Regions from separate parts of the Mus musculus genome. Here region 2 is linked to region 1. The links are chromatin contacts, called in public Hi-C maps. All regions are on one chromosome and are shown on one strand. The core of a region is the stretch at or near the end of the contact, and the rest is flanking DNA. Distances in the headings are between cores, read along the strand shown. Region 1 has its middle 190 kb from the start of Gm36569. Region 2 has its middle 190 kb from the start of Gria2.

What was found. A called contact is a pair of places that touch in the nucleus more often than the background predicts.
Region 2: a contact with region 1 is called in a Hi-C map of forebrain, with 2.9 times the contacts expected there. The contact joins two enhancer-like sites. A contact is called at or near these places in 1 of 15 datasets of contacts at CTCF or cohesin (the NIH/3T3 cell line) and 1 of 484 Hi-C or Micro-C datasets (forebrain).

Annotation. Positions count from the first base shown.
Region 1 is chr3:80,077,736-80,082,228 of GRCm38.p6, reverse strand. No RefSeq gene overlaps it. Among named protein-coding and RNA genes, the nearest start is that of Gm36569, 190 kb to the right of the region's middle. Within about 2 kb of position 2,223, at least 48 of the 459 cell types and tissues checked have an H3K27ac peak or open chromatin away from gene starts, as enhancers often do. A contact at or near this core is called in forebrain, where this site is marked.
Region 2 is chr3:80,606,584-80,611,085 of GRCm38.p6, reverse strand. No RefSeq gene overlaps it. Among named protein-coding and RNA genes, the nearest start is that of Gria2, 190 kb to the left of the region's middle. Within about 2 kb of position 2,430, at least 18 of the 459 cell types and tissues checked have an H3K27ac peak or open chromatin away from gene starts, as enhancers often do. A contact at or near this core is called in forebrain, where this site is marked.

The DNA of each region.
Region 1 (4,493 bases), core at 974-3,473:
GAATCTCTCACAAAACACAATCTTTGAATTTTTTTGTTGTTGTTTTATTTTGTTTTTTGTCTTTTGAGATAGAGTTTCACTAGGTAGCCCTGTCTGTCCTGGAACTCACTGTGTAGACACAGGCAGATCTTGAACTCACAGAGTTCCATATGCCCCTACCTTCTTAGCTGGGATGAAGAACCTTTACTACCATGCTGAGACAGTTGTATGAAGAAAGAAAGAAGACTGGTAAATCCTAATTGGCTCAGCTTTGGTTCTATGATGACTGTAGTCAACATTTGGCCATTTTAATCTAGGGGTAGTACACACAAGCTATGTGACAAATTTTTAAATTCATAAAATTTAGATTCACTTTTTAAAGAAATTGACATTTACAAATTATCCATGTTCTGTGCTTAAGTTGATTTTATCTGCATGTAAACGTGATGAAAGATATATTTCTCATTCTTTGTTTATTTACTTTTTTCATACCTAGTGTTAGTGTATTCCAAATTCTTTTGGGAGAAAAGTCTCCAGAGTAACTAACTACCCACCTGACACTTGGTTTAAATAGTTGTGTTTTACTGAACAGCTTTGACATTCTACCATTCTTCTTTTAGGGAATGGGTTATTTTATGAATTTAAAACAAACCTGGTAGCCTTGAAGAAGCGTCTTCCCCAGCTCTAAATTCCCTGGTCGCAGGAAAAGAGCATCGTTGTTCTTTCCCGACAAAGTCATGCTGCCACGCTTCTCAGCTAATGAGGAAATGATAGTGGAAGAGCTGTCTGTAGACAGGATAACTCGGGAACTGTTTTTCCTCTCAGACATTTCCTCTACTAAACAAGAGACAGCTGTTACATCACACTGAAGACTGGAAGTGAGGCCTGGAAATGATGGCTTATGTGTCTTTAAAAGTGGCCTGAGAGCAGTCTGAATGCTACGATAACCAAGACCTATGTTTACACACAGCAATGGCTTAGCTTTGCCCAAAAATTCAATCCCTGACTGAAACACATAAAGAACAGAGAAACTGTTTGCAGACAACTGAAACCGAGGCCTACATTTTACAAACATTGCGCTTCTGGGAATGTTTTCATATTGTTTACTTGCAAGGAAGAAAAACCTCAAAGCTAAATGTAGATATCACTGGAAAATAATAAAAAGCACTTCTGAAATTTTCATGAGTCAATAAAAAAACATAATTCCATTTAGAAAAAAATCAATTGACAGATATGTTTCAGAGGGTACAGCTACTATTTAAAGCAAGAGCCACCTATAGTCAAATTCCTTTCTAAAAGGACTTTCTCTCAGTCTTGAAACATTCACCAAAAACATTCCAGACACATTTTATCTCTGGTCCCCAACAGTGTCTTAATTTTTAAGTAATGATTGAATAAAACACACACGCAGTTTTTAGATACTGAAGATGGGAGCAAGCTATTTCCACTGAACAGTGGAGCCTTTTTAGCTCGTCTCTTGTTAAGCCCTAACAAGACGCCATCTTTACAATTCTCTCAAAAGCATGTTGTACTAAAAGCTGCATATCTTGATTCTAAATCTAAATTCAGAGACATCCGTTTCTGAATTTTTAAGATGCCATGCGACGTATATCAAAGCAGTCATTAAAATAGGTTATAACCTTAAAAAGAGGAGGGGGTCATTGTGACGTACTTCATCTTGTTTTATGTGGATTTAAATGAAATCACTTAAAAACAATGAGTTGCTATTGTCGACGCCCTCCCTGTAGAGGAAAATGTTAGGTCTTTAAATTACTTGTCTAGGGAAAAAAGAAAAAGGAAAAAAAACATTGTTTCAGTTGGCTGCGTCGGACGGAGACTTGGGAGAAAAAAAAAAATCCTCTGTAAAAACCAGAAGCAGAAGAAATAGACAGCAACGTCAAAATCTCAAACTGTAGCTGCAGCCAGCTATTTATACTTCCCAGACAGTTCTTGGAAAGATCTATTGTTAAGATTGAGCATTTCCGGGAAGAAGAGGGGGAAAATCCTTAGGTGAGCAACAAATGGTAGTCTTTCAGTCCCTGCCTTTCAGGTGCTGGGAAACATTCACTTTAAGTCTTGTCAGGGTACAGAAAAATGATCCTTCCTCTCTTCCTCTTGCTCTCGTGCTTGAATCTGAAAAGAAACTTGTCTTACACCCAACTGCACTCCCTTCGTTCCTAATTTCCTCCATGCCTTCCCTCTTCCCTTTCTCATTTTCAGCCCCAGGTTTCTTTTTAGAGGGGGAAGAACTTGCTAAAGATGGCGTTCTACCCAGTGCTGCCCTGCCCTCTAGTGGCGCAGAGCCTGTACTCCGTACTCTCTGTTTTTTTGTTTTTTTGTTTTTTTTTTCCCCTCTCACTAACCTCTCTGCCGTTCTTCAGCTTTTTAGCCTTCTTCTATTCCTTACACATCCCTTTAGCTTTTTCTCGTTTCTGTTATCCTCTCTCTCCTTCAGCATCCAACCTAAAGCTGTCTGTAAAAGAAGGACTTGCAAAATGTGTATACTTAAAATTCGAAATGATTCGAAAAGAAAAACTTGGTAACTAAATTCTCTCCTCAGATTTAATCGGCATGCTAAATCCACAAGCTAAATTGGACCAAGTCAGAGACTGATGTACTTGGTAAACCTTAGAGAATATTAGTCTCTCTCTAAGAAACTCCTATGCAAATTGACTATCTCCATAAAGTTGGAGCCACTTTGACTTAGCACCATGCAGGACTGGGATCTTACCTATTCAGGAGGCTGAGACAGGAGGGTCAAAAGTTCAAATACAACTGTGAGACAGAATGGAGGAGTGGGAGGGGGTGCGAGAGAGAGAGAGAGAGACAGAGGAGAGGAGAGACAGAGACAGAGACAGAGACAGAGACAGAGACAGAGACAGGCTGGACTTGGGACTCAGAGGCAGAGAACATACCTAGTATCCCCTTTCACCCCAGCACTAATAAGGGAATAAAACAGTTTCGATATGACTTCCAGCAACACCCAAAAGGCACGGCCAGTTGATTAGCAGCTGTCAAGTTTCTACTTAATCCCTTATTAGCAAATTTGATGGTGACTCCTTGTTCCCCTTTGGACACTGAAGGCCAAATTCCATAATGAAGAGAATATTAACAGACTGTCATGAGGCATGGTCATGTAACTTAATTACTGCTCTGAGTTTAAATATTATTTACCAAAACACCACACTGCTCTAAGTAAAGGACCACAAAACTAACATTTTGATAGTATTTGTGTCATTGGTACCTTATTAAAAGCACTGCCATTTCCAGCTCAGTGCGTCAATATGCTCTTAAAAGCAATATAGATCTCCACCTTCAGGCTTTTATTTTCAGCAGATAATAGAAAGAATGGGGGTGGGCAGCCATAAGCTATAAGAAGTTGTAAAGGTTACCTTCATTTCATAGTTGCACTGATCTAAACTCAGTGGACTTAACATTAAAAGGAGAACAAGGACCTTTTCACATTCAGAACTATGCTACCTGCTCCCAGAAACTTAGTCCCCCAGATATGTGAGCATTTCAGAAAGTTTCTTGCAACACAAGATAGACAGGAGTGATGGCACAGACCAGTGATCCTAGCTACTCAGGAGGCCAAGGCAGGCAGATCACAAGTTCAAGATCTGCTTCCTGCAGAGACAATTGAATTGAAGGCCAGCAATTTAGAGAGAGCCTATCTCAAAAGGTAAAAAGAGCAACAACCAAAAAATGAAACTAAAACAAAAGGAAAACCCAATCTAAAATGTCACCTTTTCATTACTTTTCTATTGGTGGCACAAGAGATGCCATGGCCAAGACAACTTATAGAAGAATTTATTTGGGGTTATAGTTTCAGAGGGTGAGTCCATGACCATTATGGCACTGCAGCCGTCAGGCTGGCATGGCTGCAGTTAAAGCAGTAGCTGAGACCTTGCATCTTGGTCCACAAATGCAAGGCAGAGAGGGCTAACTGGGAATGGCATGGGATTTTAAAATGCAAAGCTCACCCTCAAATGCACACCTCCTCCAACAAGGCTATACCTCCTAATCCTTCCCAAACAGTCCCATCATTTGGGGGTCACGTATTCAAACATATGAGTTGAGCCTATGGGAGGCATTCCCATGCAAACCACCACTTAGAACGCATTCTTGTTCAGAGTCCTCATCAACACCAGCATCGTGGCCTCTTTATTCATGAGATGCTGCTACACATTAGCAACTATGAAATGCTTTATTGGAAGCCATCTTCTTTCAGAGCCTGAAACCACAGCCATCATTGGTAACCTCCTTGGTCTCTGCTATACAGTGACATGAGAAACTTGACCCCAGCTTATGACTTCAAAGGATTCTGGCTCTTTTAGCACTGAAAGCTTGACCAATGAGAGCCTATGTTCCACCCTTTTGCTTTGTGTTATAAAGCGCTCACACATTAGTATCGATGCAGCCTCACCAGACCTCTGTCTTTTCACTCCCTATTGTGTTTCTCATCCTCCCACAGGTGAGTGGAAACTTCTAGAATTTTAGTACTGTTCACTTAA
Region 2 (4,502 bases), core at 1,181-3,680, 530 kb before region 1:
TGAAGATTTGTCTCTTTCAACCTAATAGTAAATTTATTTTATTTTTATATTTGTGTGAACCCAGAGATATTCATTTTATTTGCACCAATACAGCATTGGCCATTTTTAATAGTATTTTAATTACTTAATCTAGTGCTTGATTGTTCATTTGACTCTTCAAATTGTCCCAGCTTTGGGTATTTATACTCTCTAAGTTTATGTCCTTTTAACATGACCACATCCAGAAAACTTAAAAATAATCCAAGAAAATATTCTATAATTAAAGACATTCTGAATGCAAGTATGATTAACTTGCTGAAAGAGACAAGTTGCACAGTAAAATTAATGGCATTTTTATGTCCTAAGAGTAAGCAGGATTTGACGATGCTTTGTGAGAGATAATTTTATGTGAGTTCGTGGGTGATCTTCCTTGTACCAGACAAAAAATGACACTTATTCCCTGTTCTCATTCTTATGCTTGCTCAGCTGGCAGGGACCTACTGCCTTAATGACTATTTCTGCCACACAGAATTCTTTCTTTGACTAAGCATATGTAAGAAAATACCTTTCATCTTCTTTTTCTGCTGCCCACAAAAGAGGGGTTGATTGGCTTGAATATTTCAGAGAAATAGCAAGACAGCAAGAATTGGAGAGCAGGAGAGGCATTCATTTTCAGGTAAAGGTAGACAGCAGCATATTTTCCCTCTCAGTGGGAATAAGATCTTCTGATGCATTCTATTATTGTCAAATACTCTTCACAAGCTCTACCAAATGTATTTATGAAAATATGTGATGTTATATGCAAAATTCACAAAACCTTAATGACACTTTTCATTTTTCTTTTAATTGATAAAAAATGACTGCAGGTACTTCGTATTTCCTAAGTAAATATATACATGTATCATACAACATATGATGTTCAAAACGCTGTGGTAGTGTGATCATTTTCTATAATTGCAGCTTCATATATTGAAGCTCTTGCAAAATTGTAGACACAACTAAAGGCACATAGGCATGCTATCTTGTCTAGCCATGAGAATCTAGCACCCATCAAATAATGAATTAGGCCTGGATCTCCTAAGGTCCTTATTCAAATTCTCAGGCATCAAGAAACTGTCCAAGAACTGGAGGTCTTCAATGATAACTTTTCTCCTTTGCATCTCTACTTCTCCTTTCTACGGATAAGAGGAGGAGATGCTGAAAATGTGATTCAGCCCTCTCTGAAGATTTCCTCTAGAACAAAAACACAATCATGGTGGTTACTGTGAAAGTAAACTCCTTTGGACTCATGAATTGTTAGACACACATTCCAGGGTAATTGAAGGAATGAAAGTATGTTGTGTGCGAGCAGTACCATTCATGAGACAGAGACCTGATGACCTGATCAAATAAAAGAGAGAAAGAGAAATCATTTGATTGCCAGCACTGCCTTCTCTGTTTCCAGATCTACCTAGTGTCTGCCACTCCTTAGACAGGAGCTGGTCTTGACCCCAGGACTTCCACAACATCTTCTGACCCATGAAGGACTGTTGGTCCAAGCAACTATGAGCAAAAGAAATACTTTTAATTACTTTTTATCAGGCATTTTATTCTAAAAATGGAAAGAGTAACTAAGCTAGTAATGAAGGGAATTATTGGTTATCTTTGAACAAAAGAAAGAATGATCAGTCTGTAGTGATGGTGTGTTATTACAGAACTGACCCAGATAGGAAGCTCAAGGCAGAGGCTTTTCTCTCACGTAACCAAGTGGTAACAAAGTCTTGAACTTTGAACACAGTACTATCAGTTAACAAGAGGCAATAGTTTGAGGCAAATCTAAGAAACAAGACCAAAACATTATATGGAGATATAGGAAGTGGGGGAGTATTCTGTAGGATAGGATGGGGGATGTTTAAACCTCATGTCGATAGCCGTAAATACTGTCTGCAGATTGCTTTAAATAACAAAACAACATAACCCCACTTTGCTGTCCAATAAAGGTTTAGATTCACAAGAATGTTTTAGTGACCCAAGGTAGACCATCATGTCTAGAATTATCACTACGAAACTGTGTGTTTTATAACTTCTTGAGAAAGACTGCATGGTGAATGTGATGATGAAGAAATGTGTACTTTTGTTGTAAATGTTGCCCTACAGAGTTTAGATTACGGCAATCCTGTTTAAATTTTCTCTTTTCTCATTCCCAACCATGTCAGCTTCCAGGTCTTGGTTATGGTTAACAAAAGTCTTAAACAGAATTTATTGACCTAATGAGTTGTCAGCTTGGTAACTGATTCCCTGACATTTTGTTAATGGGCTGCTTTATTGCATGAAGTTAACAAATGTCTCTTGTTAGTCAAAATACTTCATAGTTCAGCAACAATTGCTCATGGGAAGGAACGGAAGAGAGAGCTAATGTCAGACCACCCACTCGGTTTTCCTGTGTTCACTTTGTACCTTCCCTGTCCTCTCTGGCTTGCCTCAGTGCCTTTCCTTACTTGTGCCCTTGATAATAGTCAAACCCTTGTTCTTATTCTGTCGCCTACAGAGAAGCACATTCTTTTCAGTTTTAAATGATGTAGGAGCTCTTTCTTCTACTAGGAATCCATGGGGCTTATTATGAAAGGGTACATTGCGTGACAGTTTGAAAATAAAACTAATTAGCTCTAAAAATATAATCCTTTCAGTTCAGGCATTTTATATTTTCAATAATAACAACAGAAATACTCATTTTTACAGTGGAGAGTACATCATTGAAAATACAAAATATTAATAGTAGTAATGAAAATTATGACATAAATAAATGTCATGACCTTGAAGCCTGAAATAAACATTTCACTGGTTTCTATTTCCATATTTTAAGATTGAGTCATGCAAAAAGAATACATTAAAATCACATCTGTAGATTACAATAATATATGTTGAATTCTAAAAATGAATAATGATTTAAACATTGCAGAGAAGACTTAGATTTAATAAGAATCCAGCTCAAATCTCACTAGAGATAGTGAATAGCAGGCTAGCCAGAAATTCCATTCGCAAATGTCTGGACTCCTGCTAGGCATTTCCTGCACATTCAAAGCTCATCACAAACATCTCCAATTAGCACCAGAGGACATTGAAAAAGGTGAAAGAGTGTTAGTGTGCACTTGCATGCAGATGCTGCTACCAAAGAAAAGCTCATTGCAGCCAGCCTACAGAGACAGCAACCTTTTTTTATGGGAGAGATTTGCATATTAAGAAAGGAATTAGGATATTTACAAGACACTTTTCAGTATTCACAAACGAAAAAAGCTCCCCTTATTCTTAAAAACCTTTGCTTTTTTGTGGGTATAAATTCTTCATGCTATGTTCCAAAGGCCATAAAAGTTCTTTACTTTATTCAGGTTTATTAAGATATTGAATCTTAATGAGAAACTCATGTTAAAAGTACTTTCTTGTATCATTTCAAGAATTGGTGTTGAAAGAGCAAGTTATTTCTTGGCATATGCAAGTGCCATTAATTATCATTGCATGAGCTCATCATTATCATTAAAAATCATCTCCTATCCTCTACACAAGGTCATTTTGCTTAAGGACCATAAGAAGAGGAAAATGTAATGCCCACAAGCTACCATTACATTTCCCAAAACTTGGTTACTTACTTTTACAATTCTCTACTTGGATGCATACCAGCTTGAATTTTATTTAAACATTTTATATTTTTAAAGTTCAATGTTTGAGCCATTTTAACACTTGCTTCACTGTGGTAATTGATTAAATATGTATATATTTGTCATATTTTTATATTAGCATCCTTAGGCATGTAAAATATTGCTATTGGTGGGCACACTAAGTCTAAAATAACCAAATAGCAAATAGCAAACTAATAAATAAATCTATCATTTCTATGCTGCTCCCTATGTGGTTGTATTTAGTTCTGGAGGGAGGGTTGTTTTGTATTGTTCTTCATTGAAAAAGTTTCTGATTCTGAGTGCAGACATCTTGACACTCTAGTACTTTTGAGGTAATGATCAGAAAGAACCATTTTCCCACTTCAGACTCATTTCCAATACAGGTTGGAATAGATATCATATTATGAATTTCCAATAGTCTAAATTACAGAAACTTATTTTATTCATTGAATAGAGCTATTGGATTTACAAAGGTAGATCATGTTTTACAGTTCAGGTGAGATAATTTAATCCTGATAATTTTATTTGCTGTGAAAAACATGTGTGAAGGATCTGAAGCTATTTTATACAGGATGGTAGAACAGTCCAGGAAATGAATAGGTAAGAAGTTTGCTTTAAATTGGAACAAGGACATTTTGTTAATTTTAAGGAAAAGTAATAGAAATAGCATAACTCTCCCCCCCCCCAGAAGGAATGCCATCCCACCCAAGTTGGTAATACATCATAATAATGAAAGACCACATAGCCACTTTTTCTTCAACTCACATGTGCAGGATCTTTTGAAGCTCACTAGGATCAGATGCCCAAGGTGGGAAATAGGTGGGTTGTACATTCAGAAAAATCAGATGGGCTGAGAAATATAGGACTTTC